Linked DNA regions of Mus musculus: region 2 is linked to region 1. Evidence: chromatin contacts called from public Micro-C data. All regions are on one chromosome and are shown on one strand. Each heading gives the region's core, a stretch centred on a gene start, on an enhancer-like site or on the middle of the called end of the contact. The rest is flanking DNA. Distances are from core to core; before and after follow the strand shown.

The links. Hi-C and Micro-C count contacts between places; a contact is called where the count stands out from the background.
Region 2: a contact with region 1 is called in a Micro-C map of granulosa cells, with 2.5 times the contacts expected there. The contact joins the enhancer-like site here to the promoter of Thnsl1 in region 1. A contact is called at or near these places in 7 of 39 promoter capture datasets (the 3T3-L1 cell line, the HPC-7 cell line, hippocampal neurons and 3 more), 29 of 484 Hi-C or Micro-C datasets (the AML12 cell line, CD4 T cells, the HPC-7 cell line and 21 more), 6 of 115 datasets of contacts at active chromatin or transcription factors (the HPC-7 cell line, differentiating embryonic stem cells, embryonic stem cells and 2 more) and 2 of 9 other capture datasets (adipose tissue and pancreatic islet).

Annotation. Positions count from the first base shown.
Region 1 is chr2:21,204,461-21,207,160 of GRCm38.p6, reverse strand. Thnsl1 (threonine synthase-like 1 (bacterial)) reads right to left here and starts at 1,437. Exons shown (of 3, transcript NM_177588.2): 1 at 1,316-1,437. Enkur (enkurin, TRPC channel interacting protein) reads left to right here and starts at 1,796. Exons shown (of 5, transcript NM_027728.2): 1 at 1,796-2,089. The coding sequence starts at 2,013.
Region 2 is chr2:21,242,761-21,245,460 of GRCm38.p6, reverse strand. It overlaps the pseudogene Gm13378. Among named protein-coding and RNA genes, the nearest start is that of Gm52501, 15 kb to the right of the region's middle. Within about 2 kb of position 1,375, at least 12 of the 459 cell types and tissues checked have an H3K27ac peak or open chromatin away from gene starts, as enhancers often do. A contact at or near this core is called in granulosa cells, liver and pancreatic cancer cells, where this site is marked.

The DNA.
Region 1 (2,700 bases), core at 188-2,687:
CATGTGGCATGTTTTGCAGAATATAGAAAGGATATATGTTACTGAAACCCCACACAAGACAAAACACAGCTGGCCTCACTTCAGCTGGAAACATCACATACCACGCTTCCAAATTTTCACTGCCATGCCTACGTCCATAAATTACTAATAATGTGTGGCTAAGTATTGAAGAATTATGAATAAACTTGAACAAATGAGACACTGACATACAGAATCCATGAATAATGTCTGCTAACTTTATGTCGTTCCCCTTTAGTGAAAGCTGCATTCTTACACCCCTTTTCACGTATCAGCTGCTTCTAATTAGAACATGCCTTGGGTTGTCAACCTGGTTCCGACTACTGGCCTCAAATACCTGAATCCTTGGGTTCTATCCTGAGGTCAGGAAGGTATATGCCTTGGCTAATGGCTATCAAGTTGGTTAATACTGTTTACATTCTATGAATTCACGATTCAACAGTTAACATGCACAGGAGCATATATCCAACAAGGAAGTTTTTCTCTTTACATGTTAAGTAAAAAGCAGCAGAGAAATCATTTTTTTTCAAAAGCAAAAATTGGTGCTCCCTATCCACCCCTTAATCTATGGAATGTTTTTAAAGAAACCCAATCTGCTGTGAAATAAGGAAACACATCACCCCACCCCAAAAGATTATTCATCTGAACCGTGGGCTGCCCAGAAAAAAAATAGATAAATTCTATCAAACCGAAAAACGGGAAACTAAATTGTTTCTTTATTCTTATCGAATAAAATTTAGCAGAAGCCTCCAATCACGACTTGCATTGAGCGAGGCCTTCCAAGTGAGGACTGAAAAGTTCACTAAGCCACCAGGCCATTTAACCCAGCCACCAGGCAGTGAGAATTGAAGAACTGATGCACCTGACTTCCCTGGCAGGGCAACTGCCAAGTGGATTTAGACCCACGAAATTTCCTCCCAAATCCCAGGGCCAAAGGATGTGACTGGGTGAAGGCTTTCAAATGAGAGTGCAATCACAAGTGCATATGCATGAACGGGAGATCAAACAGCTCAAACGAAATATAAGCACTTCTCGGAGAGGAAAAAAACAAAAACATGTCAAAAAGGGAGTCAAGGGCTGAAACCTGGGCAAAATTCGAGGCCCTCTTCCAAAGGCTGGTCCTCCTGGCGCCGGGTAGCGCTCGCGCACGCACCGTGGAGACAGAGCACCGCAGGGCCCGCCGCAGGGTCCGGTGCGACAGGTGGATGGCAAAGAGAGGCCTGATGGGGCACGACGGAAGGGGGGATGCTAGGGTAACAACTCTCGCTGGCTTTCCATTCCTCCTCCATTAACTCACCAAGAAAACCACCCAAAGAAGAGGAAAGAGAGAAAGGGAGAAAGGGAAGCGCCTTCGGCACCGCCTGGCAACCTCAGCCGGCAAGCCCGCCCCAAGCTGCTGCTTCTGCGCCTGCGCTGACTGCGCGCTGCGCCACTAGGCCAACCACGTAACCCAGACGCCCCGCCCATTACCCCGAGGCTCCTCCCCTTCCCCGTCGATCGCTCCACCTCCGCAGGGGCGCGGCCTGAATGTTGGAAACTATTATGTGACGCGTGCGTGTCTGTCCTGCTCCCTATTGTAGAATTTTTCTTTCCAGATGTACCGAGGAAAACCACAAAATGTTTGGGTGCGGGGGGGGGGGACAATGTTTTCATGTCGTCTTTTCCAAAGACGCAGGAACGTCTTTTTCCTTACGTTTTTCTCAGACAGAAGAGGTTACAAAAAAGGAATCAGATAAAAGCCAGGTTGCCCCGTCTCCTAGCAACTGTTTCCTTAGCAACCACGTGGTCAACAACGCTAAACAGACTCGGAGCAGAATTATTTTCTTCCTGAAAAAGGGACTGTTACGAAAGGGTCAAAGGGAAATTACACGAAAGAGAAATTTTAGTTCTTTGATAAGAAAGTAAGAAAAGAAAAAGGCGGTGAGAGAAGGAGTTGAGACAGTGGGAAAGTGAGCCAAAAAGCTGAGTACTTGTTAAGGAATTCCTTGGTGGCCATGGACTCACCCTGCACTTCCGAGAGTATTTATAACCTCATACCCAGTGACTTGAAGGAGCCGCCCCAGCATCCTAGGTATGTGGGTAAGCAAAAGCGATGACTTCAGCCCAGAGGAAGATCGTTGACCTCTTTTAAAGACTTACGGGGCTGACTTTTACATTTAATCTTGGGTCGCAACTTCTTAAGACCAGGTGGACAAATCTAAATAGCGTTTCATATTTCACAGAGAAAAAAAAAAAGTGAGCTAGTGTTGTCAGACGTCCATTTTATGATCATAGCCCCCCACTAATATGCAATTATTAATTTGGTTTTAGGTGCTGTGTATAATGTGAAATTCCATGTCGTTGAAAAGAGGGGGAAAAATCTGTTTTATCCGTCCGTTTTAGGAAATCTGATGTTTAATTTAGGAACTCAATGTTGTATTTGACTTAGGCACTCTTTTGCCTCCCGTAATTTGTGTCTAAATTGAATTCTCATTTGTTTCTAGGCCTCAGTATTTCAATTGGTTTAACAAAAATGATGGACTAGAGAGTATGTCTAGGATTTTTACAGATCTTGTGGTTTAATGAAAGGGGTACAGTTGGATGGATGGAAATTCCAAAATATATAACTGAAGGAAATTCTTATGTGTTTGTTATATTTCTGAAAATCTCCAAATCTGAAAAAGGAAACTTCAAAATAAATGT
Region 2 (2,700 bases), core at 126-2,625, 38 kb before region 1:
ATTCAGCCCCTGTGCAACCCATAGGTTGAGGACCACTGATGTAAAGGCTAGGAGGCTTCTTGATTAATTTCTAGTCAGTAATTTCTTAATGCAACCTCGGTGTGGTTCTTTTCCACATTTATCCTGAAGAGTAACAGCCCACTTAACTTTTGTGAAAGCCAAGAAAGTTCTTAGGGCTGAATGTCAGTAGACTTTATCTCCATGGCGTTAAGTGCAATCCAGATAGAGCCAATGCTTTTCTCGTGTAAACAAGACAGGGAGGCAGTTGGGTAATTGTCAACTCTGCTTCTCTCAAGTGTCACAATTCAGCAGGCTACTTGTTATGCATTCTATAATCTACGTGTGCCAAAAATAGAGTTGGGCTTCAGCCATCAGAAGGAATGCTTTTTTTTTTTTTTTTTTTTTTTTTTGGTTTTTAGAGACAGGGTTCCTCTGTGTAGCCCTGGCTGTCCTGGAACTCACTTTGTAGACCAGGCTGGCCTCGAACTCAGAAATCCGCCTGCCTCTGCCTCCCGAGTGCTGGGGTTAAAGGTGTGCACCACCACACCCGGCCAGAAGGAATGCTTTCTATACTATCTTAGACCGTCACAATATCTGTTATCAGCCGATAAACAAGGAAGACCAGAATTTTTTTTTAAATGAGTATCTGGGATATAAATATGGAAAGAATCTAGCTCTTTTCCTGTGTTAAAAGCCATCTTGCTTTTCCAAAAAGATTAGAACCAAAGTTGCTGAGTGCTGAATCCCATGAGGCCATTATCTGGTTTTGATCATAAAAGTAAGAAAAATGTTGTTGATAAGTGAATTTAATCTATTTGTTATATAGTCATGAAACCAAAAGTCTCTCTGAGAGGTTCTTCTTGCAATAGGTGGTGATTAACACATAGACCCACAACCGAGCAATGTGCAGAGAATGAGAGACTTTGGAGCACTGGGTCCTAAATGGGTTGTCAAACCCCTCCCCTCAAGGCTCAGTGATCTATGCAGAAGAGGAGGCAGAAAGATTTTAAGAGTAGAGATAATTTCATTATCTCTACTGTCAGAGGAAGTTTTTCCCTCACCAGACTCCCGTTTTAAAATTTTGACCTTGTGCTTCCCAGGGTCATCTGAGTGTCTGTGTTTATCGTCAGTGACTGCGTGCTTCGATGATGTCAGCTTTCCACACTCCATCCTTTTATCTTCGCTGTGGGCTTCGATGGGAGCTTGGGCTTCAAAAATCTCTGTGTCTAGTATGTCAGTCTTTTTATCTTCTTCAGCACAGCACCTTACACAAACATATTCTTTGTCTTCCTCTCCCATTTGCTGTGCTTGAGAAAGACTTAATCCAACACAGTCTCCATGAAACCAGTCATCACATCTGGGTGATTCCAAGAAAACAGTGTCTTCCAGACATAACAGAACCTGTGCACATATGAACTAACAGAGACTATGACAACATACACAGGACCTAAACAGATTCAAACCAGACAAAATCTCAACACTGAGAAGAAAAAGTGGACACAAGGTCCTAACCCTAACCAAGAAGCGATTTGTAATTGATACCTGCTGGGAAAAAGAAAATCAGTTTTCTTCAATGGTGTACCAACTTGGTATATCAACCATACTTCAGGACAAGCCAGGAGAGAGCACTGGATCTCCTGGAATCTTGTGCTAGTCTAGGATGGGATAAGGACCTTTTTTGTTTTGACTTGGTAATTTTTGTCTTACTGGGTTTTGTTGTTGTTTTGATTTTCATGGGTTTTGTTTTGGTTTTGAGAAAGAACACAAAATTAGGTGGGTGGTGATATAAAGAAGATCAAAGAGGAATTGAAAGAGGGGAAAGAATATGATCAAAATATATCCCATGAAAAAATATCTTTAAAATGTTAAAGCCTTTCTATATAGTCCAATGCCCTGCTGTGCCCCTCTGAGTAAAGAAACTTACCCCAGAAGCTGCATGGCTATTTCTGGTTAAATGCCCTTCATTCCAGTGCAGCTTGAGATTGTCTCGTTCCAATAGTTGATTGATCACTGACTTTGGGAAATGGATTCATTTTGAATTTGACTATTGTCTTGAGAACTTTTGGATTTTTTTAGCATTTAGTGATACCAATAACTTAAAGTTTAGTTCAGCATTTCATTCATGTTTATTCTTTGGAGCTTAAAGACATTCTGATTTTAAAACCAAAATACCCACCCCAGCTATCCATGTGCTTTTAGCAAGTAGAAGTAAAATCAGAGAATTTGGTCTAAACATTTTACAATCACTCTGTCTGCTTTCCCAATAGCCAAGCACAAGTCTCACGGAAGATATCATCTTATCAATAAAACTGTGCTGATATTAGCTACAAAAACATAAGAGTTTATATAAAATTGATCAGAAGAGATATAAATCATTTTTAAAAACTAAAATGTGTACTTAGAAGGTGTACTGGCTGGTTTTGTGTCAACTTGACACAGCTGGAGTTATCACAAAGAAAGGAGCTTCAGTTGAGGAAATGCCTCCATGAGATCTAGCTGTGGGGCATTTTCTCAATTAGTGATCAAGGGGGAAAGGCCCCTTGTGGGTGGGACCATCTCTGGGCTGGTAGTCTTGGGTTCTATAAGAGAGCAGGCTGAGCAAGCCAGGGGAAACAAGCCAGTAAAGAACATCCCTCCTTGGACTCTGCATCAGCTCCTGCTTCCTGACCTACTTGAGTTCCAGTCCTGACTTCCTTGGTG